Linked DNA regions of Sus scrofa: regions 2, 3 and 4 are each linked to region 1. The links are chromatin contacts, called in public HiChIP or PLAC-seq and promoter capture Hi-C maps. All regions are on one chromosome and are shown on one strand. Each heading gives the region's core, a stretch centred on a gene start, on an enhancer-like site or on the middle of the called end of the contact. The rest is flanking DNA. Distances are from core to core; before and after follow the strand shown.

What was found. Promoter capture Hi-C pulls out the DNA fragments that hold promoters and counts their contacts. HiChIP or PLAC-seq counts read pairs in DNA pulled down with a chosen protein or histone mark.
Region 2: an H3K27ac HiChIP or PLAC-seq map of alveolar macrophages shows a contact between it and region 1, with 3 times the contacts expected there. The contact joins the promoter of BTBD19 here to the promoter of AKR1A1 in region 1. A contact is called at or near these places in 2 of 2 datasets of contacts at active chromatin or transcription factors (alveolar macrophages and skeletal muscle).
Region 3: a contact with region 1 is called in an H3K27ac HiChIP or PLAC-seq map of alveolar macrophages. The contact joins the promoter of LURAP1 here to the promoter of AKR1A1 in region 1. A contact is called at or near these places in 1 of 5 promoter capture datasets (fetal skeletal muscle) and 1 of 2 datasets of contacts at active chromatin or transcription factors (alveolar macrophages).
Region 4: a promoter capture Hi-C map of fetal liver shows a contact between it and region 1, with 2.2 times the contacts expected there. The contact joins the promoter of EIF2B3 here to the promoter of AKR1A1 in region 1. A contact is called at or near these places in 1 of 5 promoter capture datasets (fetal liver) and 1 of 47 Hi-C or Micro-C datasets (embryonic fibroblasts).

What each region holds. Positions count from the first base shown.
Region 1 is chr6:165,821,016-165,827,788 of Sscrofa11.1, forward strand. It overlaps AKR1A1 (aldo-keto reductase family 1 member A1), which reads right to left and starts at 3,673. Exons shown (of 9, transcript NM_213890.1): 1 at 3,604-3,673.
Region 2 is chr6:166,522,753-166,529,525 of Sscrofa11.1, forward strand. BTBD19 (BTB/POZ domain-containing protein 19) reads right to left here and starts at 3,973. Exons shown (of 8, transcript XM_021096773.1): 1 at 3,069-3,973; 2 at 2,026-2,810; 3 at 1,098-1,311; 4 at 830-1,001. The coding sequence starts at 970. It overlaps TCTEX1D4 (Tctex1 domain containing 4), which reads left to right and starts at 4,598. Exons shown (of 4, transcript NM_001032356.1): 1 at 4,598-4,749; 2 at 5,155-5,228; 3 at 5,325-5,711; 4 at 5,714-6,103. The coding sequence starts at 5,336. The coding sequence ends at 5,994. PLK3 (serine/threonine-protein kinase PLK3) reads right to left here. Exons shown (of 15, transcript XM_003128058.4): 14 at 6,622-6,735; 15 at 6,008-6,517. The coding sequence ends at 6,326.
Region 3 is chr6:165,205,052-165,211,824 of Sscrofa11.1, forward strand. It overlaps LURAP1 (leucine rich adaptor protein 1), which reads right to left and starts at 3,140. Exons shown (of 2, transcript XM_003128025.4): 1 at 2,433-3,140. The coding sequence starts at 2,630.
Region 4 is chr6:166,350,690-166,357,462 of Sscrofa11.1, forward strand. EIF2B3 (translation initiation factor eIF-2B subunit gamma) reads left to right here and starts at 3,229. Exons shown (of 12, transcript XM_021096758.1): 1 at 3,229-3,329.

The sequences.
Region 1 (6,773 bases), core at 2,423-4,922:
GTCTCTGCAGCACCAGGACGCAGGTTCAATCCCTGGTCTGGCACAGTGGGATAAAGGACCCAGCATAGTGGCAGCTATGGTATAGGTCGCAACGGAGCTTTGGATCGGATCCCAGGCCCAGGAACTCCATAAGCTGCAGGGCAGCCAAAGGAGAACAAGAAAAACAAAGCTATACTTATCAAATCCAGCAACAGAGCACAGAGGAAAGAGTTCAAGCTCTGGGGCTGCACAGATCTGGACCTGGGTGTCGGCTCCCCCATTCTGAAAAGATATTCTATATAAAGCACTCTGCACAGTGCCCGACCATGCTCTTCGTTCTTATTCTCTATCGCACCAGGGACTCAAGGCCTTGGATAAAGCAAACTAGACAGGCTCACAGTACAAGCCATCAAAAAAAAAAAAAAAAAAAAGCCATTTAAAATATTTCAGTTTGTGGAGTTTCCGTCGTGGCTCAGCGGTTAATGAATCCAACTAGGAACCATGAAGTTGTGGCTTCCATCCCTGGCCTTGCTCAGTGGGTTAAGGATCTGGTGTTGCCTTGAGCTGTGGTGTAGGTCACAGATGCGGCTTGGATCTGGTGTTGCTGTGGCTGTGGTGTAGGTTGGCAGCTGTAGCTCTGATTAGACCCCTAGCCTGGGAACCTCCATATGCCTCGGGTGCAGCCCCAGAAAAGACAGAAAGACAAAAAAAAAAAAAAAAAAAAAAATTCAGTTTGTTTGGGAGTTCCCATTGTGGTACAGCAGAAACGAATTCGACTAGCAACCATGAGGATGCGGGTTCAATCCCTGGCCTTCCTCAGTGGGTCAGGGATCTAACATGAGCTGTGGTGTAGGCTGCAGACATGGATCAGACCCTGAGTTGCTGTGGCTCTGGCGGAGGACAACAGCTGTATCTCGATTCAACCCCTAGCCTGGGAACTTCCACATGCTGTGGGTGTGGCCCTAAAAAGGAAAAAAAAAAAAATGTTTGAGGCATTTCTTCTTTTCTATTTTCTTTTCTTTTCTTTTTTTTTTTTTTTTTTTTTTTTGTCTTTTTAGGGCCACTCCCGCAGCATAAGGAGGTTCCCAGGCTAGGGGTTGAATTGGAGCTACAGCCACCAGCCGACACCACAGCCGCAGCCACATGGGATCTGAGCTTCGTCTGTGACCTATACCACAGCTCTCGGCAATGCCAGATCCTTAACCCACAGATCGAGGCCAGGGATTGAACCTGTGTCTTCATGGATACTAGTCAGATTCGTTTCTGCTGAGCCATGATGGGAACTCCTTGAGGCATTTATCAGTATGATCAGGATAGGGTTTTGACAGGTGATGGGGAGGGGAGCATATCTTCTCTTGCTCTTCAAAGAAGCCAGCAGGGCAATCCACTTAAAAATGCAATGCTGGCCAAGATTTGGTCTATCTGGCTGTGTTAAAAATCCTGTTTAGGAGTTCCCATCCTGGTGCAGCCGAAACGAATCTGACTAGGAACGATGAGGTTGCAAGTTTGATCGCTGGCCTCACTCAGTGGGTTAAGGATCTGGTGTTGCTGTGACTCTGGCGTAGGCCGGCAGCTGTAGCTCCGATTAGACCCATAGCCTGGGAATCTCCATATGCCTCGGGTGCAGCTCCAAAAGACAACCCAAAAAAAAAAAAAAAAAAAAAAATCCTGTTTAAAAAACAAAAAAAATCCTGTAAAGGGAGTTCCCATTGTGGCTCAGCAGTAACAAAGCCAACTAGTATCCATGAGGACACGGGTTCAATCCCTGGCCTCACTCAGTGGGTTAAGGATCCAGTGTTGCCGTGATCTGTGGTATAGATTGCAGATATGGCTCGGTTCTGGTGTTGCTGTGGCTTATGGTGTAGGCCGGCAGCTGCAGCTCTGATCTGACCCCTAGCCTGGGAACTTCTATATGCCTCGGGTTCGGCCCTAAAAAGACCAAAAAAAGGAAAAAAAAAAAAAATCCTGTAAATATATTTTTTAAAAGTTACTTTTCCTCTAAACTGTAATGTAAAACCTAAGACCGCAATAACGCTCCCTGTACTTCTTGATATATGTGAAAAGACGTTAAAATATATACTTCCTGGAGTTCTGTGGCACAGCAGGTTAAGAATCCAGTGTTGTCACTGCAGTGGCTTGGGTCACGGCTGTGGCGCAGGTTTGATCCCTGGTCTGGGAACTTCCACACGCCATGAGCTCGGCCCAAACAAACAAAACACGTATCTTAAATCTTTATCCAGCCCATGCATATCCACCTGCAGGGCCCCTGCTCCAGCTGGAACTCTCCCGTCCTGGGATCTCTCTGCTTCCAGTGTGGCCCCTCTCACCACAAAGCAGTCACCAAATCTAGCCATGCAACTCCCAGGCTCTCTTGCGGTGGTCCTCTCCTACCCTCGGGATAAAGTCCAAGCTCCTCAGCAGTACCCTTCGTCCTCTGGCACACACTTGCTCATTTCTCCACCTCTTCATTTCAGACTGCATATCCTCGTCTTTGCAGAACCAGCCACCACTTACTTGACTCCAAGCCGCTGCACCCCTTCCTTCCCCAAGTTCCTACCCTGGCCCGGCTGACGGCTGCTCACCTTCAGCTACCACTTCTGGCTCCTCCCATACACAGAAAGCTTGTGCACACTGCTGCTGCATCCGTTTGTTCGTTTCAGTTTCCCCCACAAATCTGTGCACTCCTCGAGGCCAGGGCTTGTCATTTGCCTAAAGCCCTCACTCCTGGAGTGCCTGCACACCCCTCTGCCAGCCCCCACACAGAGGCTAATGAAGGAGGTCTCCACGGCTGGAGGGGCTTTTGACAAAGTCACTGCCTCCAGCGCCTTCTTCTTTGACTTCTTTGATAACCTGGAAAGAATCATCTCTGGAAAATATCAAAGCACTTTACAATCTTCAGGAAAAAAAAATTCCCAGTGGCTCTGGAAAGAGATTGTTCTTGTATCACAGATACGAAAACTGAGCACTTGGATAAAGAACCAGGACTGGGGAAAAAACTGTAACTGCAATGTATACATCTAAGGATAACCTGACCCCCTTGCTGTACAGTGGGAAAAAAAAAAAAAAAAAAAAAAAGAACCAGGACTGATCAAGGCCTTCGAGACTCTTCCAAGAGAGGTCCTGCAGCCCTGAAGGTAAGAGTTAATTAATAATAGCCCCATCTGGTGAAGGTTCAGATTCCACCTCACTTTCACAGAGCACGGGGGCAACAGAAAAACATGCCCTGGCTTTCCCAAACCTAAGGCAGGTGCCTAAGCCAGCAAACTCCCCTCCTGCCACTTCTGAAAAGCATCTCAGCAATTCCGTATCAAAGCCAGAGTTCCTGGAAAAACCGTGTTCGTGGGCAGACAAAAGGAAGATGGCAACTAACACAGTATGTGCCAGGAGCTTTAAGCCACTACTGCGACAGTTCCGAGGTAGGAACTGACTTTAGCACTGATAAAACTGAGGTGTAGACAAACTATGAGCGCATCCAAGATCGTTCAGCAAATAAGAGGATCTTAAAGCACATCCGGCCGCCCCCGGAGCATATACTTCGCTCGAGCCCGGGGCGGACACTTCTGTCCTGAAGGGTCGAGGCCATCTCCAAGGCGACAAAAATGGGGCAGCAGAGGAGAAACTCACCTCGGCTCGAGCAGAGAGTAACTTCTCCTGGTTTCTCAGGTCAGTCGTGTGCCCTGCTAGTGACTCAACAGGCCTCGGTTCCCGAGATGGGTGGGCAGCAGGAAACCCCAGCTTGCGCCTGGAGGCGGGGACTTCACTTAAGTCTGGCGGCGAAGCGGAAGCTCCTCCCCTGCCGGAGGAGGAGCTGAGGCCGGGGTTCAGCATCCCGCGCCGAGGGGGACCCCCGCCCGAGCCTCCAGAAAGGCGTGGCGGCGTGGAAGCCCGAGAGGGGCGTCTGCACCACCCCTTCCGCAGGATGCTGGTGGGTGGATCGGCTGGAGCGCTGACACCCTCCGCCACGTGGGTTTAGAGAGCTCGGCCGACGAGCAGAGCTCGCTGCGCGGCACTGGTGGGAGGCTCCGGGGGCCGAGTCAGGCCCCGCCACGGTGCCCCCAGCACCGCCCCGGGCAGCGGCCGCTCCTTCCTCGTCTGGAGGGGGCGGGTTCTGGGCCCTACGTGGCGGCTCGTTCCTCCGGCTTTGCAGTCCCAGCTCTTGCTCGGTTCCTCCATTAGTTTCCGAAGAGTCGGATTGGCCAAGGTCCCGGAACACCCCTAAATGTGTCCCATTGTTTGGTTGCACCAACTGAAGCCGAGAGTAGCCTCAGCACAAAGGTTGACTGTTTGGGAAGATCTGGAATCTACGGGCTTCAAGAGATTAAAGTTCTTGGTCCCTGTATCCGGACCACGGCCCCTGGCAGCGCATTTATTGTGTGTGTGTGCGTGTGTGTGTGCGCTTTATAAACATGAGTCTTCAGTGTTCCCAACAACCCTGGAAGGGGGGACGATGCCCTTTTTAATTTTATTTATTGTAATCCTTTTTTACTGAAGTATAGCATACATACAGAAAAATGTACAGAGTTTTTGGGGGGTGGTTTTTGTTTTGTTTTGTTTTGTTTTTCCCTTGGCCGTGGTAGGCATAAGAAGTTCGCAGGCCAGGGACAAGCCGCAGTTGCAACCTATGCAGCTGTGGCAACTTGGGATCCTTTAACCCACTGGGGAGGGTGGGTGGAACCTGCATCCTGGTGCAGCAGAGACACTGCTATATCCCCTTGAGCCACGGCAGGAACTCCAAAAGCACAAGTCCCTTTTATTTTTTCATTTTTTGCTTTTTAGGGCCACACCTGTAGCATATGGAAGTTCCCAGGCTAGGGGTTGAATCAGAGCTACACCCGCCGGCCTAAGCCACAGCAAGTCCAGATCTAAGCTACATCAGCGACCTACACTGCAGCTCAGGCTCCTTAACCCACTGAGCCAGGGCCAGGGATCAAACCTTCATCCTCATGGATATTAGAAGGGTTAGTTTCCCCTGAGCCACAAGAACTCCCAAAGGTACAAATCTTAAGCATACAACTGTGATTCCAAGTAACCACCAGCCAGATGAAGATACAGATGTTAGCATCACACTTGAAGCCGCCTGTGAGAAGGTATTTATGTTATATTTTGCAAATTATACAGATTCAGCAAGGTTTACCTTGCTCACTCACATAGCTATTAAGTTACAGTTCGGAGATTTGAAATAGCCTTTACTGTTTGGGGTGAGAGGTATCTTGAATTTATGTTTTCCTTGGTGAAAGTGGGCAAGAAGATTTGTCCTGGTGTAGCTCTGCCTTTCTTTCCCCTCCTTTGTACTCCCCCAGTGCCACTCTGCCCCATGATTTTTTACTCCCTGGATTATTCCCCCACTCTCCTACCAATAGGTCCGGTGTCCTGGCGGACTGAGGGTCCAACATTTCACTCCGTCTGTCCTCACAAAGAAACTCAGATTCCAGCTTAGGTGATCAGAATTTAGAATAAGCAGATACCACTTAACAGTTCCGAGAGGAAGAGAGCTGTCCCCAGAAAAACGAAACTGGGTTTGCCTCTTTTTTTTTTTTTTTTTTTTTGTCTTTTGTCTTTTTGTCTTTTGTTGTTGTTGTTGTTGCTATCTCTTGGGCCGCTTCCGCGGCATATGGAGGTTCCCAGGCTAGGGGTTGAATCGGAGCTGTAGCCACCGGCCTACGCCAGAGCCACAGCAACTCGGGATCCGAGCCGCGTCTGCAACCTACACCACAGCTCACGGCAACGCCGGATCATTAACCCACTGAGCAAGGGCAGGGACCGAACCCGCGACCTCATGGTTCCTAGTCGGATTCGTTAACCACTGCGCCACGATGGGAACTCCATGGGTTTGCCTCTTGGTGAATGACATGCCAAAGAGCCAAGCCAGAGAAGGAAGCATTTATTATTTGCACCAAGTAAGGAAAACAGTGGGGATCTTTCCCAAAGCAGTGTCTCCCCAACAGCAAAACTGGGGAAGTTTTAAACTAAGATCATATGCATATTTGTGAAGAGGCTTCAATGGTCCAGAGAGTCCAAGCTTTAGTTGATTGAAGTCACAAGGGTCAGGAGTTCCCATCGTGGCTCAGTGGTTAATGAATCCGATTAGGAACCATGAGGTTGCGGGTTCAATCCCTGCCCTCTCTCAGTGAGTTAAGGATCCGGCATTGCCATGAGCTGTGGTGTAGGTTGCAGACACAGCTTGGATCCCGAGTTGCTGTGGCTCTGGTGTAGACTGGCAGCTGTAGCTCCGATTCAACCCCTAGCCTGGGAACCTCCTTATGCCGAGGGAGCGGCCCAAGAAATGGCAAAAAGACAAAAAGACAAAAAAAAAAAAAAAATGAAGTCACAAGGGTCAGCAAAGGTCAACATCTTCATCCCTTAGGTTCTGATTGATCTCTTGGTTGAGTGCTTCAGGCTAAATTTTTTTTTTTTTAATTGAACTGGGAGTCTTCTTTACAACAGACGTGTTATCTTTGCTTTTGTTACTCCTCTTGCTTGATAACAATTTATTCTTGTATTCCTTTGTTTCTTTAAGGTCACTAATTACTTAATTACTGGGACCTGTTCAAAGACAAGCACTGTAGCCAGGCTTAGATCACAAAATGGTTTAGGCTAAAAATTCTTCTGCCCTCTACCCACTCTAATGGACTCTCTCTTTTTTTTTTTAACCTTTTTTTTCTTTCTGTTTTTTGTTTGTTTTTTTCGGCCACACCTGCAGCATATGGAAATTTCTGGGCCAGGAATTGAATCTGAGCCATAGCTGCAGCAATGACAGATCCTTAACCCACTGTGCCACGGCAGAAACTCCAAGA
Region 2 (6,773 bases), core at 2,723-5,222, 700 kb after region 1:
TAAGCTAGGCCAGGGATCGAATCCTTATCCTCATGGATACAGTTGGGTTCGTTTCTGCTGAGCCCACACGGGAACTCCCCAATCCCTAATCTCTTCAGCTTGCAAGTCCTCTCACTCCTTTACCTGAAAGCTCCAGTGAATCTCCACTGGGTAAAAGAAGTCCTAATTCTTGAAGGTCCTGCAGGAACTAGCCCCTGGCATCCTCCCCCGGTCCTCTCTCCTTCTCCTCCACTCACACTCTCAGTCCCGCCACACTAAATGTCGCGCCAGCTCCTTTTGCGCCTCTGTGAGTAGAATGCCACTTTCTTCCCCTCCCCCCAAACAAACCCCTTCACTTTCTACCAAACCCAACAAATGTTTCCTCCTCCAGGAGGCCTTCCCCTCCTCTCTCCCTGGTGGCAAGACCAGAAAGACTCCTCATAGTCTCAGCATCATTTGCTCTCATCCGTCACACTTCTTTGGCTGCACCCATGGCAGGTGGAAGTTCCTGCGATTGAATCCGAGCCTCAACTGCAACCTATGCCACAGCTGTGGCAACACCGGTTCCTTAACCCATTATTCTGGGCAGGGATCAAACCAACACTTCCACAGAGGCAAGCCAGATCATTAACCCTTGTGCCACAGTGGGAACTCCCTTGTCACACACTAAAGCCACTCACTGGGTTAAGAGTTTTCTTCTGTCTGTCTCCATTTGAAGAACAGGGATCAAGACTGACTTATCCTGGCATCTACAGCACCAGCCATAATCAGCCCATATGCTGCACACATAAGGTATGCATGTGTCCTTTTGCATACAGGCACACATAAATGACTGTTTACACAGAGATACCCATTCTTCTCTCTCTACTGGTGCGTGTCCTCTCCACGCTAGCAGGTGTGTGAGGCAGGGTGTGAACGGAGCCCAGAAGAGGTGGGGGAAATGAGACGGGACAGCCACATAGACCCACCTCTCGCAGTTCCTCCAGCCCATACTCCACAGCTGCTGTCAGCACCTCCAGCACCTGCACAGTAGGTGTTTGGGGAAGTGAAAGGGAGTCTCCTCTGCCTCCTACTCCCCCACCCCGCCCAGAGCCCCAAGCCCTGCCCAGTGGGCTCACAGAGTGTCAGTGCAGCTTGGCACTGTTGGTGTACAGGAACTCTAGCACTGCCAGGAAGGCCTCAGCTGGCACGGTGCTTAGCACAACGGGGCTAGGCACCCCAGGGCCCATCTCCGAGCCCAGAAGTCGCTGGAAGAAGTTGCATCTACACGCCAACAAGCACCGGTGGGCAAATACCTCCTGCCGTTCTTGACCGACCACAAAGCGAACATCACTGCGGGGGGCGGGGAGAGAGAGAGAGAGAACCAGGAAGAAGAGGCCAGAGTCTCAGTGCAGCTCTAGGCTTTGCCTTCGCTCTATAGGCCTCCGTTTTCTTATCTGTCATGTAAGAGACTGTCCCTTCTCCCAAAGGTCTGGGTCACTCAGGCCTGAGTTCCAATTTTTTTTTTTTTTTTTTTTTTTGGTCTTTTTTTTTTTGCTATTTCTTGGGCCGCTCCCACGGCATATGGAGGTTCCCAGACTGGGGTCAAATCGGAGCTGTAGCCACTGGCCTACGCCAGAGCCACAGCAACGCTGGATCCTTAACCCACTGAGCAGGGGCAGGGACTGAACCCGCAACCTCATGGTTCCTAGTCGGATTCGTTAACCACTGCGCCACGACAGGAACTCCAGGCCTGAGTTCTAATCCCAACTCCACCTTATGGTGCCTAGGCAAGAAACCTTCTACCCATCGACTCAGGATTCTCATCCCTGAAATGGAAGGCTAATCCCAAACCCTAGGAGGTGGCTCTGCCTGATCACTGAGCAGGCACCAGGGCTGATGCAATACGATCTCAATACCCTTTTCCTCCCTTGCCTGTGTCTTGGGGGAAGGGAACCGCTTCTTGTCTTCTCCGCAGACTGCACGCTCAGCTTTTTCAGCCTCCTCCAGAAAGAGGGGGGGGGGTGCAGCGTGCACTGGCTGCAAACAGACACATCAGTGACGCACCATCTTTAGGCCAGACCACATTTTCCATCTTGATGATCACTTCCGGCCCCGGCCTCCGGGCCTCCAAACAGCATAGTGGGTAGGAGGCAGGAGATGAAGCTTGAGCTTCCTGGAGCCTCCTAGTCCCGGGTCCAAGGCCTGGAGCTTCCCACTGTGAGCAGATGGCGATGCCCCAAAGCAGAGGGTTATAGGACTCACCAGCCTGTGGGGGCGAGCCCAGCTCTGAGGCAGTGGGGACAGAAAGCCACATTCTAGCTCTCCTGACTGGCCCTGCCCCCCTACTCTAGCCCTGGTTTCAGATACCATTAGCATCCTGGGCAGGCAGTGAGCCCCAGGCAGCACCCTTGAACTACTTCCTGTCTGTGACTCTGGCTCAATTTCTTTTTTCTTTCTTTTTCACGCTGTACCTGCGGCAAATGGAAGTTCCCGGGCTAGAGGTTGAATAGGAGCTGTAGCTGCCCACCTACAGCACAGCCACAGAGATACCAGATCCGAGCCGTGTCTGCCACCTACACCGCCGCTCATGGCAACTGGATCCTTAACCCACTGAACCGGGCCAGGGATCGAACCCTCATCCTCATGGATACTAGTTGGATTCGTTTCCACTGAGCCACAGTAGAGACTCCCTGGCTCAGTTTCTGAAGTTTCATTCCCGATGTGAGTCCCCAGTTCCCAGAGCGGGGTCATCTGCTCCTCTGCCTCCCTCCCCAGGGAGGCATTCAAGTCACATTCCGGTTCTCAGGATCCAGGGGGCAGAGGGCTCTTCTCTGCCAGGAGCCCGAGGTCTGAAAAAGGAAAGCCTTTCCCTGAGGTCACCCAGCTGAGCCTGAACTCCACCCCCCACCGCCCCCACCTCCGGCTCGCAGGAAAATTGCAGACACTGAGTGACCAGGAGCCATCCTCTACTTCCCCAGGCTGAGGTCACCGGGGGAGGAGGCTCAAGCCCCAACTCCCCACTTCCTCTGAACCCAGAGCTTCCTCAGAATCACGGGGCCCAGCAGAGGCAGCTAGGGAAGACCCGCAGACAGGGCCCGCCCCCTCACCTGTACAGGGGGTTGTTGACGAGGCTTCGGAGTGCCGTGGAAAAGGGCGCCACCGCCCCGTGCACAACCAGTCCTGGGGGCTCCATGGGTGGGGGCGGGAGGGGGGTAGAGGAGTAAGCAGGGGGTGCAGCCCAGGAGGCTTGTTGTCTGTGGGTCTGTAGGGAGGCGGAAGGTGGAAGGAGCAGGAGGCCTGGCCAGGCCCTAGAGCTGCAGAGGAGCTAGAGAGGCCTGAGAGGGAGGGGCGGGAGCTTGGGAGCCCTGTTTGCTGAGAAGCTGAAGTTTAGGGATGGGGCGCGAGAGGCCCCGGTTCCCGAAGGCATCAGAGGCTCGGGGAGAAGGCCGGAGGCTCAGGCTGGGGATAGGGACTCAGGGAGGGGACCCAGAGAGGCAGGGGTGGAGCAGGCCGAACGGGGAAGAGAGGCTGGCTGTGGATGAGGCCCCAGCTGGGAGCCTGCCCAGGCAGCGCCAGGGTGGAAAGCCTGTGGGTTTCCACGGAAACGAGATCCCAGGCGGAGAGGAGGCCCCGCCCCTTCCCCCACAGGCCCCGAAAACTTCAGCCCTAGAGGGGCCCTAAGCAGAGCCAGGGTCTTAGTGCCCTGACTCCTGACTGTCCAGGGTTCAGGGTTCGAACCCTCTGTCCCTCCCCCCCGCCCCCTGTAGGCCCACAGGGTCAGGGGCAGGGTCAGGGTCAGGGTCAGGGTCAGGCTAGCCAGGCCTGGGGAACCCCCTCAACCGGGAAAGTCCTTGACCCCTCGGACCATTTTCAGGGCCCAGACCTGGTTTGTCTGGGAGGTGGCCGCCCTGTCCTTCCCAGAGTGGGGGCTCAGGTGAGGTGGTGTCAGCTCTGACAGAGGCATCGTGGTCTCTGGCATCCCTGAAATGCAACTGCAGTGAGGGTGGAGGGCCGTCTGGGCACTAGGGCACCCAGGAGGTGTGGGCAGCTGGGGACAAGCCCCAGGCCACTTAGGTCAGCAGGGTTTATGCAAAGTGGAGTCACCACTGTTGCATCAGGCCCGGGTCCTGATGGGTGCCTCCCCCTCCCCCTCAAGCCCTGAACTGAGGAAGTCATCCAAGCCCCACCCAGCTCTGCGCGGGGAACGGAAATGTTTGTCCCTGTTGCAGCCGATGTGGAAACGCTCGAGCCCATGACGTGCTCCTTCCTGTCGGCCCAGATCCCGATTCCTGGGCAGCCACCCCCGCAGCCCCAAAAGGTGTCCCATATCCCAGGCCTCTGCGACTTGCTCCCCAGTGGAGAGCCAGGCTTCGCGAGGGGAGAGAAGGTCAGCGGCTCAAAAGCCCTGGCGTGGGGGATGCCTTTCTGACCAGAGCCTCTCTCTACATCTGCCCCTTCAGTCTTATGTGTATGCCCTTGGGCGCTAAACCTCTGTCCCCTCTGCTGGTGACTCAGGCACCCCGCACTCAGCACGTGCTCAGAGCAGTAACGCTCCCAGGTTAGGTCAGAGCTTGGACTCGAGAGAAGGAACCAGGAAGAGAGGCGTGCTTGCCCAGCAACCCATGGCAACCCCACAACACAGGCAAGGGGCCCTTACCCTCCCACCTGCCAGTCAGGCGGCCAGGCAGGGGCCGGGGGGAGAGAATGTGAAAGCCAAAGACTGTGGTGACTCAAGGGGCTGAGGAGTTTCGGGAGAAGAGGGCAGCCGTCCCAGCACTGACTCTGGAGGTAGGGCCAGGAGCCAAGAGCAGAGGGTGGAAGGACCATCCTGGGTCACTTGGCCCCAGCCTCAGCCAGTTGTGGGGATCTTTGCGCCAGCTGCCTTAGAAGAGGTAGGGGTGGAGGATGGCGGGATCTGAGACACGCAGGGCTGGGCCTGTCTGTGGGGGTTGAAGGAGTCAGGTCTATGCCTCCTTCTGTTAGGGGGTGGAGGCTCCCTGTCCAGGCGGAGGCAGAGGGGGCCACTACGGCCCCACTTCTCCTGCTGGTAAAGCCCAGTACAAGAGAGAAAAGGCAGTGGACTCTGAGCTCAGTTAAGGAGCCTCCAACGCTCAGCGAGTGCGGAGCTCAGAGGACAGGGACAGCCCCAGATTAACAGTCTGCGCAGCGTCTCTCCCCTTATTTTGTCTCTAGCAGCCCTTAACCCTCCCAGTACTTCGAATCCACACAGCCCCAGACTCCTGGATTCACCTGTCCCCAAAAAACAGGTAAGAAGGAATTAGGGAGTAAAAACCTCTTACTAAGAGACTGGACGGTGTACAAGGAGGGCCAGGCAGGGCCTGCCCGTAACGGGGGTCTTTCAGTCCGCAGGTCCATGGCTGGCAGGCCTGTGCCCGCCGGCCGTCAGGAGGAGGAGCTTGCCAAAGACCCTGGGCAGAAACTGTCCCTGGCGCGGCCTCCGGGCCGCCTGCCCAGCATTGATGAGACCCGACCAGCTGGCCCAGGCCCGGCCTCCCGCCGCGGCTCCGTGCTAGGTCCAGCCTCGTCCTTTTCACGCCGCAACTCGCTGGCCGGAGCAGGTGCAGGGCCCGGGGGTCGGCGCCCGTCCCTGGGCCCCGTGCCGCCGCTGGGCTGGCGGGTCAGCTTCTCGGGCCTGCCCCTGGGGCCCGCCCGCCGGCCGGCGCCCTCGTACCGCACGGAGCCCGCCCCCGGGGAGCGCTGGGAGGCCGCGCGCGCCCAGAGGGCCCTGGAGCAGCGCTGGCAGCGGGCCTGCGGGACGCACGCTACGTGGGCGCCGAGGCCGGGCGGCTGGCGCGGGAGCTGTGCGACCTGGCGCGCGTGCACCTGCGCGAGCTCAGCCCCCCGCGCTACAAGCTGGTGTGCAGCGTGGTGCTCGGGCCGCGCGCCGGCCAGGGCGTGCACGTGGCCAGCCGCGCGCTCTGGGACACCGCGTGCGACGGGCTGGCCTCGGCCACCGTCACCAACGCTTCGCTCTTTGCCGTGGCCACGGTCCACGGGCTCTACTGCGAGTGAGGAGGCCTCGAGGTCTGCAAAAATGGTTTATTATCCTAGGAGGAGGCCCTCCCTGGGGCTCCCAGCCCAATAAATAAATGTCTGTCAATAAATAAAAGTGGTCCATAAATAATGCCCCCTGGCTGGGGGCTAAGGCTCAGGCTTTTCTTGGAGAAGGGGTAGGAGGCAGCCTCCAACCCTAGTAAAGCTGGTCCCTGATTCCCTGGGGGATTCGGCCCGGAGCCCCCAGTGAGGCACCAAGGGACAGGAAGCGCCACGACGGCCAGGGCCAGAGTCTGACAGGCACGGGCCCCAGGCCTGAGGGCCTGGGGGCCGGCCCTGCAGTTGGCACCTAGACGGGGCAGCGGTCCCGGAGCAGGCACAGAGCGTAGCGGAGCCGCTGCCGGAGGTCCGGGGAGCAGCCCAGCTGGCGAAGGTGGGACGCGAGGTAAGTGCAAGCACTGCGGTTTCGGGCCACGAAAGTCACGAGGAGGGGCTCCCAGCCACTGAGGATCAGCTTGGTGTGGTCTCCATAGAAGTTCACCTGCGCCCGGGATGGTGGTACTGATCAGAGCCAAGGCCCCGGGCGGTTTCCTCCCCGACACCCTGGCCCTCCCAGCCCTTCCCAGTTCCAGAAGGAGCTCTTACCTGGACGGTGCCATCACTAAACAGCATGAGTAGGGCCTGATCCGTCTTGACCCACTGCAGCAGGAGTGGGGGGACGGGCACCTCCACCTCTTCCACGCTGGGCAGATCTCCTCCCTGGGGGCAGGGGCAGGTCACTTGTCTGATACGGGTCA
Region 3 (6,773 bases), core at 1,890-4,389, 620 kb before region 1:
CAACCTCATGGTTTACTAGTCAGATTTGTGAACCACTGAGCCACGAAGAGAACTCCCCAAACAGAAGTTAAACGTACCCGCTTTGGAGTTCCCACTATGGTGCAGGGTGTTAAGAATGATTGCAGCAGCTTGGGTCACTGCGGAGGCGGGGGTTCAATTCCCGGCCTGGGGCAGTGGGTTAAAGGCTCCATTGTTGCCACAGTTGCAGTGTAGGTCACAGCTGTGGCTGGAATTCAGTCCCTGGCCTGGGAACGTCCATATGCTGCAGATGTGGCCATTAAAAAAAAAAAAAAAAAAGTTAAATGTACTCCTTAAAGTTTATAAACAATAATCTCCAAAGGCAGAAAAGAGAGCCAGAGAGACTAGGCATGGCTACTCCCTGGCTCCCACTGTCAGCGCAGGCAAGCATGCTTAACTTGTGTAAGCGTGCTTCCTCTGTGAGACGGGAAAATGATGATTGCTTTTCTAACTCTAATGACAGCAAAAAACGTTTCATGTGTCTGGTGCGAAGCAGGTCTCAATGGCGAAGCTGTAAAGCAAAGGCAGATCATTTGGGTTCAAAGCCTGGTTCTGCTTTTCACTTTTTGTATGACTCTATACCTCAATTTCTTTTTCTTTTCTTTTTTTTTTGTCTTTTGCTTTTTCTAGGGCTGCTCCTGCGGCATATAGAGTTTTCCAGGCTAGGGGTCTAATCGGAGCTGTAGCCACCAGCCTACACTAGAGCCACAGCCACGCCAGATCTCAGCCATGTCTGCGACCTACACCACAGCTCACGGCAACGCCGGATCCTTATCCCACTGAGCGAGACCAGGGATCGAACCTGCAACCTCATGGTTCCTTGTCAGATTCATTACCCACTGCGCCGTGATGGGAACTCCTACACCTCAATTTCTTTCTTTTTTTGGGGGGGGGCACATGCAGAAGTTCCAGGCCCAGGGATCAAACTCAAGCCACAGCAGCTACAAGAGCCATAGCAATGACAACACTGGATCCTTAACCCGCTGAGCCACCAGGGAACTCCCTGTACCTCAGTTTCTTCATCTGTAATATACCATCTACCTAATAAACTGCTGTGAGGACTCGTAACATGCTCAACACGATGCCTGGCACTTGTACTTGGTGAAGTCAGTTTCCAGAGCAAGACACTCTGAGTAAGCTCTTTCTAGGCCTTGAGCTAAAGTTTGCACAGCGAGACAAAGCTGGACCCCTCGCTTGGATCAGCACAATTACAGCCCTACTCTGGAGAATTTAACAATTGCTCCAACCTTCCAGGCCAAGTAGACACAGGGCATTCAAACCCTTCCCCCAGGAAGCCTTCCCTGATTACTTTGCCCACAAAGCTCTCCTCCCAGCCTCTGAGGTTGTCAGGGAGCCTCCATTTCCACCCTCTCCCCACGCTCCACAGTTCAGCCTGGCACAGAGCTGGGCACACAGTAGGGCTCCAGGAAGACCTGTCCGCTGACATATTTACTGTGGGTTCCTGTTTCTGGGCCAGAAAGTGGCTGGCAATTCCTCAGTTCCCCAGAATTGGCTGCAAAGTGGTGGCAGGTGTAAATCACCCCCTTCCCCGGAACCAGGGAGCCTGGGGAGTGTGTGCCCAACTGCCCTTTTGGCTCTGAATCTAGATGAGCAGCAACAGGAAAGGGGAGTTTGGGTACCTGCTTCTTTCGCTTCTCCTCAGATGAGATGCAAATATCCAGTGTACTTGGGGGTTGGCAGGAAGGAGACTGTGTCAGAAGTGATGGGACCCCTAGCCTGGGAACCTCCGTATGCCTCAGGTGCAGCCCTAGAAAAGCCAAAAAAAAAAAGGAAGAAGTGATGGGACCAACACTGCTGGCGCTGCTCCTGTGTGTCTGCTAAGGTTCTAGGAACTTTTGAATATTTTAAGTGGGTGCGGGGGGGCGGGGGGGTGTTGAGGAAAGAGGATGTTTTTAGTGGCCCTAGTCCAGGCAGTTTTCACCCATATCGCTTCTGTGCGAAATCTTGTGGTGGATACTGGGGCCTGAGAGGAACAAACCCTGGGCCCAGTCTGCAGAAGGAGAAAAAACTGGTCGCCCTGTAATGGTGGCTAGGCCGGGAGAGGTGGCCTCCAAGTCAGGGGGAGCGGGAGATCTGTGCTGCGCCAGGTTCTCAGGGCTTCCCCGTCCCCTCCTCTCCCTCCCAATTATTTGGCAGGAAAAAAAAAAAAAAACTTAGAAAAACCGGCACCTCCCATCCTGATTCCTCAGGACCCACGAACACCCCACCCACCCTAGGTGGGGAAGGCGTTCAAAGGACCCCAGGGTTTAAAGATTGATTAGGTCGGAATCCTGAGGAGTTGGGCGGGGAGTTTTAACTCCCTCCTCTCCAGCCCAACTCCGAGAGCGCGAGTCCATCCCTCCCAGCCCCATGCTAGGGTCTCCGGCCCCCTGGCCCATGGAGCCCACACTCACCAGCTCCGTCCTCAGCGCCATGATCTTGTCCCCCAGGCCGTGGCCGGTGCTGGGCGCCCCTGGGAGCAGCAGGGCGCCAGAGGTGCCCGGCTCCCACTCGCCTCGCAGCCCGCGCAGCAGCCCTTCGGGGGTCTTCCTGCCCACCTTGCCCTCCACGTCTCGAAGGTCAGGCGTCTGGGACTCCGCAGTCCCCTCCATGCGGGTCTAAGGCTGCACAGGGATGGGCGACCGGAGCCGGGATCCCGCTCCTGGGGGTCCTCCTTCCTCGGCCGCTAGTACGGAACCAGTGGGTCCCCGCCCGCTCAGTGCGGGGGCGGGAGGAGGGCGCCGTAACCCTCAGAAAAGCCGCGCAGAGCTCTGTGTGTTTGTGCGTGTGTGATTGCGTGTGTTTGCGCGCGCTGGCTCCGAAATGGGTGAGGCTGGGCGATCCTGCTTATGCACCTGGAGGAGAGCTCAGCGCCTGCTCCCGACTCTGGCACTCAGTCCAGCCAGGTTGTCAGCAGGCGCCCAAAGAATGTTTGCTGAATGAAGGTTAAGCATTTGCAGTTAGGGATGTGGGATTTTAAGGAACAGTGGTAACAGAGATGCAGAGGGTTTTGGAAGGCTTCCTAGAGTAGAGGAGCTGAGTCTGTAACAGTGGAGGAATTTAGCTACCCACTGATGCACGCACACACAAAACCAGTGTAGCCACTAAATTTAGACTATAAGCGTGGAAAGTCAAGTTCTTCTGGCCAATGAGGGGCAGCCAGTATTGAAGCTGAAGGGGTCCAGATGGGCTACATCGTGATCTTGAAAACTGATGCCTCTCAAACTTGACTATGCATATGTGAAGTTTCTGTGAATCTTGTTAAAATGCAGATAACTGTTCCATCCATCTGGGGTGGGGCCTGGGATTCTGCATTTCAAACAAGCCCCCTGCCGACGGCCCTGCTGCTGGTCCAGGGACCACACTTGAGTAACAAGGTTATAAAGATGGTTCTGTGCGTGGATTTTATTCTACGGGCAATGAGGTGCCATAAAAAACTTTTTATGCTCTAGCTTGATTTTGATTTTCAATCCGAGTTATTCAAGCCCATCATTACAGAAAGATGTGTAACGAAAACATAGCTATTACCGCCATCCTATTCTTTGCCGCCTCTAGTCGCACTACCCAGAGGCAATTACTTTTAGCTATGTTTTCCTGGTGCTTATACTCATAACTCCAAAATAGGTTTGTAGCACTATGTCTTAACTTTCACATGATCTGCTACCTATTATGAAAAATATGGGTTTACCTCACAATCTGTATTTCCCTTCTTCCATTGGTCCCACACATTTCTATCGTTATTTACTTATTTATTTATTATGGCTGCATCAGCAGCATATGGAAGTTCCCAGGCTAGGGACTGAATCCGAGACACAGCCGTGACCTATGCCGCAGCTGCCTCAATGCTAGATCTTTTAACCCACTGTGCCAGGCAAGGGATCGAAACCCATGCCTCTGCAGTGACCACAGCCACTGCAGTCAGATTCTTAACCTACTGCACCACAGTGGGAACTCCTACATATTTATTTATTTATTTTCTCTTACAGCCACACCTGAGGCATATGGAAGTTCCTGGGCTAGTGGTCAAATTGGACCTGCACATGCAGGCCTATGCCACAGCCATAGCAACACCGAAGCCCAGCCACATGTGAGAACTACACCACAGTTCATGGCAATGCTGGATCCTTAACCCACTGAGCAAGGCCAGGGATTGAACCCACATTCTCATGGATATTAATCGGGTTGGTAACCTGATGAGCCATCATGGGAACTCTCCTATTTTTTATCTTTTAATTAAAAAAATTTTCTTTGGGCGTTCCTGTTATGGCTCAGTGGTTAATGAATCCAACTAGGAACCATGAGGTTGCGGGTTCGATCCCTGGCCTTGCTCAGTGGGTTAAGGATCTGACGTTGCCATGAGCAGTGGTGTAAGTTGAAGACGTGGTTTGGATCCTGAGTTGCTGTGGCTCTGGCATAGGCTGGCAGCTGTAGCTCTGATTAGACCCCTAGCCTGGCAACCTCCACATGCCGTGGGCGTGGCCCTAGAAAAAAAAATTTTGTTTTCCTTGGCCACACTCAATGCAGGTGGAAATTCCCAGGCCAGGGAGTGTACTTGAGCCACAACAGTGACCCAAGCCTTTGCAGTGACAACATGGGATCCTTAACCCTTGCACCACAGGAGAAATCCCATGGAAGGGTTCGTTTTCATCATAAACATTTTAAGAATTTTTGAATTGGAGCAGAGTTGACTTACAAAGTTGTAAGTCAGGAGTACAGCGAAGTGAATCAGTTATACATGTACACATATCCACCTCTTTTCAGGGTCTTTTCCCATATAGGTTATAACGCAGTACTTGAGTACATCTCCCTGTACCACACAGTAGGTTCTTGTTACCTGTTTTATATACAGTAGCGTGTATATGTCAATCCCCACTCCCTAATGTACCCCCGCCCCAACATTTTCCCTTTGGTAACCATAAATTTGGTTTCAAAATCTTTCGGTCTGGTTCTGTTGTGTAAGTTGTTCTGTATCATTTTTATTAGATTTCACACATTAGTGATCACATATGATATTTGTCTCTGTCTGACTTACTTCGCGTGGTATGATAATTTCTAGATCCATCATGTTGCTGCAAATGGCATTATTTCCTTCGTTTTCATGGTTGAGTAATAGTCCATGATATGCTTCTATTGTGTATATGTCCCACATCTTCTTTATCCCATTCTCTGTTAATGGACATTTAGGTTGCTTCTACGTCTTGGCTATTATAAATAGTGCTGTAATGAACATTGGGGTGCATGTATCTTTTCAGATTATGGTTTACTCTGGGTATATGCCCAGGAGTGGAATTGCTGAATCACATGGTAGTTCTTTAACTTTTCTTTCTTTTCTTTGCTTTTTAGGGCTGCACCTGCAGCATATGGAGGTTCCCGGGCTAGGAGTCAAATCAGAACTATAGCTGCTGGCCTATACCAGAGCCACAGCAATGTGGGATCCAAGCCGTGTCTGTGACCTTTGCTACAGTTCACAGCAACGCTGGATCCCTGACCCACTGAGCAAGGCCAGGGATCCAACCCGAATCCTCATGGATACTAGTCAGACTGGTTTCCTCTGCGCCACCATGGGAATTCCTCTACATTTACTTTTTAAAGGAACCTCCACACTGTCCTCCATAGTGGTTGCAGCAGCTTACATTCCCACCGACAGTGTAGTTCCCTTTTCCCATGAAAGGGTTTTAAATCAGAGGTTGACAAAATAGATTTGCTTTTTTGAGAAACTACTCTGGGTTTTGCAAGGAGAAATGATTAAAGGGATAAAAACCTGGAGTCAAGGAAACTGGCTAGAAGGCGAGACACTAAAATTTTAGCCTGGACAGGGGCTGGTTGTGAGGATGGAGAATAATTAGACCAGAATGGAGGACTCTTTAGGGGATAAGATTGATAAGATTTGGTAACTAGTAACATTCGTTTACTTATAGTGGCCTTCAATAAATATTTGTTCAGAAAACAAATGATTTCCAAAAACATTATGGAGAGTTTCCTATGAGTTACTCACTGTATGTGGTACAAAGAATATAGTGGTTCACGGAGAGACCTGGACTGGTTGCTGGAGAGAGATGCGGAGTCGAGGGTGACTCCCAGTTATGTGACCTGATGACATTCACGGAGGACGGGAACCCAAGGAGAGGACTGAGAGTGGGAAGGGATGATTCCAGCAGGAGTTGTGTTGAGTTGGAGGGTTTGTGAAAACGTCCGTCTGGCAGTTAGACACACAGGTCAGCCTGGCGCTCAGGAGAAAGGCTAAGGGTGCAGATGTTAGTTCAGGAATCTAGATGGTCAGAGAGGTCATGAGAGTGGGTGCAATTTTCTTTGGAGAGTGAGTTTGAGGAGAGAAGAGGGCCAGGGGGGAACCCCGAGGGACACCTTTTTAAAATCCTAGTAAAATACATTGGGTTTTCTTCTGTTCTAATAAGTACATATTAAGAGAAATCACCGATTGCTTCAACTGTTAACATTTGGGGGATACAGCCCCACCCTTTTAGGAAGAAGACGGAATATGGAGAGCTAAAAAAAAAAAAAAAAAAAAAAAACTAACGGGTCTTCTGGCTTCCTCTGCCTCCTTTCAATCCGTTATCCACAAAACAGTAAAGGTTCTCTTAAATTGGATTACATTGCTTCCCTGCCTAAAACCGTGCCATGGCTACCCACGCACTTCAAATAAATATCACCATCACCTGGAAACTTTTTAGAAATGTAGAATTCTGCTCTGCCCCAGACTTCTGAATCAAAAGCTCTTAAGAACGGGACCGGCAATT
Region 4 (6,773 bases), core at 1,979-4,478, 530 kb after region 1:
CTATACAAACAAAAGTTCTTTGGGGCCCCAATAATTTTTAAGAGTATAAAGGGTCCAGAGACCAAAAAGTTTGAGAATTGCTGCCCTAAGGGAATAATTGAAAATGAGTTTAAACTGAAGCAGTCTCTCAACTACTTTCCTCAACTGTAGGAGAAAAATCCTCCAGTTCCCTGAAAACATTTGCTAGCTTAAACATGAGCATTTAAAATGGATGACAGGGGGTTCCTGTCGTAGCACAGGGGAAACAAACCCAACTAGGAACCATGAGGTTGTATGTTCGATCCCTGGCCTCACTCAGTGGGTTAAGGATCCAGCGTTGCCGTGAGCTGTGGTGTAGGTCGAAGATGTGGCTCGGATCCCCCGTTGCTGTGGCTGTGGTGTAGGCCGGCAGCTGAAGCTCCGATTCGACCCTGTGCCTGGGAACCTCCATATGCCATGGGTGCGGCCCTAAAAAGACAAAATAAAATAAAATAAAATGGATGACACATCAGAGGTTGAATGCAGTTCTCACTTCATAACTAGTTCTTACCTCAAAACAATACTATAATTCCCAAGGCTTCTGCTTGCTTAATACCAAAGAGGAGAGAGTCTTGCTGCAGAAGGAGAGGGTGGTCAAGTTTTGAGTCTCTTGTAACCAAACCGATCGTTCCATGGCGCCCTTTTACCAACATACTTAGTGTTTTACTTGAGTTAAAATAAATATCCAGTAACAACTCATCACCAGTATCCCAACGTGAAGGAGGATAGGCCAGTTTTATGGATATGGCTTCGAGACTTTTGTTTGTTTGTTTTTTGTTTTGTTTGGGTTTTTTTGGGCCACACCTGCGGCATAAGGAGGTTCCCAGGCTAGGGGTCGAATCAGCGCTGCCCCACACCAGTCACAGCAACTCGGTATCTGAGCCACGTCTGCGACAGCTCATGGCAATGCTGGATTCTTAACCCACTGAGCAAGGCCAGGGATCAAACCTGCATCCTCATGGATGCTAGTCAGATTCCCTTCCACTGAGCCATGATGGAAACTCCAGGACTTTTTTTAGTAGGTTCTGCACTGAGCGCCTATTCTTCTGGCTGAAAGTCTGGGGAAAAGTACGAGTCTGGTGTTTCTCGGTTGCTGTATCTCCAGCATCAAGCATCCAAAACATTGGTTGGCATGTATCAGGCAGGCAATAAATACTTTTGAATAAAGCAGTTTACTTTTATTGCAGAAATTAGACTCTACCTCATAAGTGGCAGGCAGCTAAAGCATTTTAGGGTTTAAGAGATGGAGAAAGAAAGAGGAAGCTTCCAAAAGATTAGGAAATTGCAGGAATGTGTGCGAAAGAGATAATGACCGTTGTTCCTGTTATCTATGTAGCTTAACAAACCACCCCAAAACTTACTGTTTAAAACATCAAAAAAAAATTTTATTATTATCTCTCGCAATTGTTGGAGTTGTCTAGATGCAGCTGTTTGGGTTCTTTCATAGAGTTGCAGCCTCTTAAGCGGTCTCCGTGCTCCCAGGGAGTCTATTATCATTACAGCAACCGGTGATCCTTTCAAACCTGTCATACTGCTCCTCCTCCGCTTCCTTCAAGGTCCTCACGGTGGCATACGAGACCCCAGGACTGGAGTTCCTGGTGTGGTGCAAAGGGAACTGCAGCATCTCTGGAGCTCAGGGATGCAGGTTCCATTCCCAGCCCGACATCCCAACGTAAGGATCCTGCTTTGCCACAGCTGCTCTGTAGGTTGACCCTGCAGCTGGGATTTGATCCCTGAACCAGGAACTCCATATCCCCAAGGGGCAGCCAAAAAAGAAAAAAAAAAAAAGACCCACAGGATCTGAATTCTCTGCCCTCTCCTCCATTGCCTCTCTGATTTCCTTGGTCGTCATTCCTCTGCCCCACTTATTTTGCTTCAGCCATGTTGGCCTCTTTTATGTGCTTTGAACTTGCGGTCTCTCTTGAGGGCCTTTGCACTTGCTGACCACTCCGCTTGGAAGGCTTTTACTCAAAATATCCACCTGACTCACACTCTTCAAGAAAATATCCACCTGACTCACGCTCTTCAAGATCTTGTTCGATGTCACCATCTCAGTGAGATCTTCCCTAATTCCGCGTCCCCAACCGTTTTGATGGATTAAAGGCGGATGTTGTCCACACCAAAATAGTCTGGTTTAGAAAGCCAATGTCGGAGTTCCCGTCGTGGTGCAGTGGTTAACGAATCCGACTAGGAACCATGAGGTTGCGGGTTCGGTCCCTGCCCTTGCTCAGTGGGTTAACGATCCGGCGTTGCCGTGAGCTGTGGTGTAGGTTGCAGACGCAGCTCGGATCCCGCGTTGCTGTGGCTCTGGCGTAGGCTGGTGGCTACAGCTCCGATTCGACCCCTAGCCTGGGAACCTCCATATGCCGTGGGAGCGGCCCAAGAAATAGCAACAACAACAAAAGACAAAAAAAAAAAAAAAAAGCCAACGTTGAGTCCCCATATTAGGCATCACTGGACATAGAAAACCTTGGCAATCGTTGGCCTGCAAGAGATTTGGTGATTTCTCCACTGGGGAGCCCCACATCGCAGAGTGTGGTTGGGGACCGATCCTAGAAGGACAATTGCCTTAAGGAAGAGACTGCGGCTGTTCCAGCCTGAGTTTCAAGGACCCCTGCACCGCGAGGGACGCTCCCTGTATTGTGGAAACCGCAAAAACCGTGGCAATGGAAGGAGACAAACAGCACTCAGATCTATGGAAAAGCAAGATTTATTCAGCACCGGTGAGGGCTCAGAGGAGACACCTCCAGAGTCTGAGCACCAGGTCTTTGTTCTCAGTAACTTTTATACACTACAAGGGCTTGCTTTTGCCATGTAAGCATCCCGGACCTCCCCCCATCCCCAAGCAGACAGTGTTCCTCCCTAAGAAACTGAGCCAGCAAGGTTACAGAAGCGGAACTGATAAGCAATGCTGGGTACCTGATTAGCAGGGCTGCTGGCTGGGACAGAGGGCACACAGTTGTTACATTATTACAAGAAGGGTGGTATAGTGACGAGCACAGCTGAAAGGCTTGCAGCTGCCTTCTTAGCCAAGGGGTGGGGGTTGTTCTTTAGTTAAAACTCCATTTCACCCGGACATTGATGACATGTGAACGGACTTAAAGCCACAGGGAGCGCCGCCGGCCGCTCTCCTCCGCTCCCCCCAGCAGCGCGCTTCTGGCCGTCATCTATCATTCGGCGCTCATCCCTTCTCCGCGGGCCTGCCCGGCGCGTCCCATCGATCTGTTCGGCCATCGCGCGCCTGCGCCTTTGGGCTGTCAGGCAGCGGCGGCGTGGGGAGCGTTGGGAGCGGTGGCGGCGCGCGACCCGAGGTAAAGCCGAAGCTTCTGCGCTGCCAGGCCGCGCGCGAGTTGGCTGGCCGCGGGAGCCGCGCGGTGGAGGCCGCCGAGCCCCGCTTCCCCGGAGGGGGTCGAGCTCCTGGAGCCCGGCCGAGCAGGGCCTGAGCGGGTGGCGGAGGTGCGGAGCCCCGGAGTTGCCGGCTGGAGCGCCTGCCCGACCTGGCCGCGGAGCCAAGTGCCCCAACTAGAAGGGCGCTCGGCGAGAATCCGAGCCAACCACCTTGTGCAACAGGTGGAGGAAACGGAGTTTCAGGGTCTGCTAGAAGTCTCATCCAGGGAGCTTCAGACCCAGGACCAGGCGCCCTGAGGACAGTGCCTGAGCTCTGCTCACTTAAGCCCTTTGTTCATTGATGCTGTGTTTAGTTGTTTAAGTGCAAGACAGTGGACTACAAAGAGGAATGCAGTCAGGTCTCGCTGAGAGGATAACTATGATATGATGTTTTATCTTGCCAGTTTTCGAAGGGAGAAGGCAGTGAGTGCTCTGACGGAGGCAGGTCTGGGGTGCCATGAACACCCCCTCTTAAAACTTTTGTGCTCTCTGTCCCAGCCATTGAGTGGCCAATGAATCTTTGCCTTGATTCCCATCGTCCAGAGTCATGGCAGTGACATTGAGACGTTTGACGGATTGCCTGGTGTCATGGAAAGTCATGTCCATGATTACCCCCCGGGCCTCATGGAGAGCAGGAACCTCAGATCGAGGTGACCTGGGTTCTGATGTCACTTCTGCACATGTTTGAACTTGACTCTTACATGGGGTTGTTGTGAGGTTCGCAGGTGCTTATTCCACAAACACTGATTGAGTGCCTGGCCAGGTGCTGGGAATACAGGGATGACAGTCAGGGAACTCGCAGGAAATAGCAAGTGGATGATAAAGCTTGTAAAGGCAGAGATGCTATGTACATAGCAGAGTGGAAGCATCTAAGGGGAAAGGAGTTAGTTGCTTCTACCAGGAGAGTGGGAAGGGTTAGGAATGGCTTTTTAGGCAAGATGATTCTTGAACTGAGTCTTAAAAGTTTAATAGGTGGATTACATACAGGAGAAGGGCCGCTTAGGAAGCAAGAATAGCAATACAGGGACCAGAATTATGCAACATCGTGGTTCAGTTGGCACAGAAGACTTTCATGATCTGTCTAATAATATCAAACATGGATACACTGCTTGTCACGGGATTAACATTATTTTGTGTGTTTTACGTAGATTAACTCATTTAATATTTACCCTGTGAAGTAGAAACTAATTATCCTTATCTTAGAAAATTCAGAAAACACAAAGGCGAGGGAAGAGGGAGTGGGATGGACTGGGAGTTTGGATTTAGTAGATGCAAACTATTCCATTTAGATGGATAAGCATGAGGTCCCTCTGTACAGCACAGGGAACTGTATCCAGTCTCTTGGCACAGACCATGATGGAAGATAATATAAGAAAGGGAGTGTGTGTTTACGTATGACTGGGTCACTTTGCTGTACTGCAGAAATTGGCACAATATGGTAAATCAACTACACTTTAATAAAAAATAGTAATAAAAAAAGAAAATTAAGAAAACAGAGACTTGGAAAAGTTATGTAGTTTACCACGGATCACACAGCTAATTCATGGTAGAACTAGAATTCAAACCCAGGCAGTCTGGTTTAAGGGTCTGGGAATTGAACCACCAGGCTCCCTTCTAGAATCTGAGGACAATAAGAGTTTTAAATGTCAGGCTCCTGGTTACATCACCTGTAAGTGGTAGAACCATAACTCTGACTCAGGTCTTTTAACTCTTAAGGACCTGGTGCTCTTTTCATAATACTGTCAGATGTTATGGGAGTTATGTAGTGCCAGATTGAAGTTAAATTCCAATTTGAGGGGAGTTCCCCTCGTGGCTCAGCGGTTAATGAACCCGACTGGGATCCATGAGGTTGCGGGTTCAGTCCCTGGCCCCACTCAGTGAGTTAAGGACCTGCCGTTGCCACGAGCTGTGGTGTAGGTTGCAGACACAGCTCGGATCCTGCATTGCAGTGGCTGTGGCGTAGGCCAGCAGCTGTGGCTCAGATTAGACCCCTAGCCTGGGAATTCCATGTGCCACAGGTGTGGCCCTAAAAAGCAAAACAAAAAAAAAATTTTCCGATTTGAGGCTATGCTTGCTAGAATCCAGATTGCCATGTCGTCAGAGTTCCCATTGTGGCTCAGCAGTTAATGGACCCAGCCAGCATCCATGAGGAGTCAGGTTCAGTCCCTGGCCTTACTCAGTGGGTTAAGAATCCGCCGTTGCCATGAGCTGTGGTGTAGGTCGCAGCTGCGGCTCAGATCCCATGTTGCTGTGGCTGTGGCGTAGGCTGGCGGCTACAGCTCCAATTCGACCCCTAGCTTGGAAACCTCCTTATGCCACAGGTGAGGCCCTAAAAAGACAAAAAGGCAAACAAAACAAATTACCGTATCTTTAAATTGTGGGTGTTGTATAAGAGTTTCCACTTTGTGTTTGTGTGTATAGGGTGAGAGTGTTGGGTACTGAGTGGGGAACCCAAGACTGATTAAGATTATGGTAAAGGTGCAACAGTATTTGGCAGTTTGGTGTTAAAATAAATTATTTTTCCTGAACATTAAATTTCATTTTTGTATTTAAAAGGTTACGTCATTTGTTGTAAGTTAAAGAGCACATTTATTTTAAATCAATAAGGACTTAGGACCTTTTAATGTGCCTCTCTTTTGTGGTAGCTACTATTTTTTTTTTTTTTCTTTTTGCCATGTCGGTGGCATGTGGCACTTCCTAGGTCAGGGATGGAACCCAAGCCACAGCACCAGCAACATGGTGCAGTGACAATACTGGATCCTTAACCCACTGTGCCACAAGGGAACTCCATTAAGAGATTTTTTTTGAATGTCACACAAGCTCATTTATTACTTGAGTTTGAAGAAAAGAAATTAATTTGGTTTTTTGTCATTGTTGTTTTGTCTTTTGTCTTTTTAGGGCCACACCTGTGGCATATGGAAGTTCCCAGGCTAGGGGTCCAATCAGAGCTGTAGCTGATGGCCTACACCACAGCCACAGCAATTCGGGGTCCGAGCTGTATCTGAGACCTACACCACAGCTCACGGCAACACCAGATCGTTAACCCACTGAGCAAGGCCAGGGGTCGAACCCGCATCCTCATGGATGCCAGTTGGGTTTGCTAATGGCTGAGCCACAGTGGAAACTCCAAAAGAAATGAATTTGGTTTGTTTGTACATTTGGGCTCTGCAAATCTAAGTTAGTGCCGTCTTTCATGTTGGGGATCATGACAGGAAGGGAGCCGATGGCTGAACTATTAAAAGAATCTTAAGTCATTTCCTACTTTTCAGAGATCTAATGTGCTTGTATTTTTGTTATTAATTCTAGTCAGTTTTAAATTTTTTGAAGGAATAAGAATTCACATATCAGGAGCCAACTTGATAGAACTC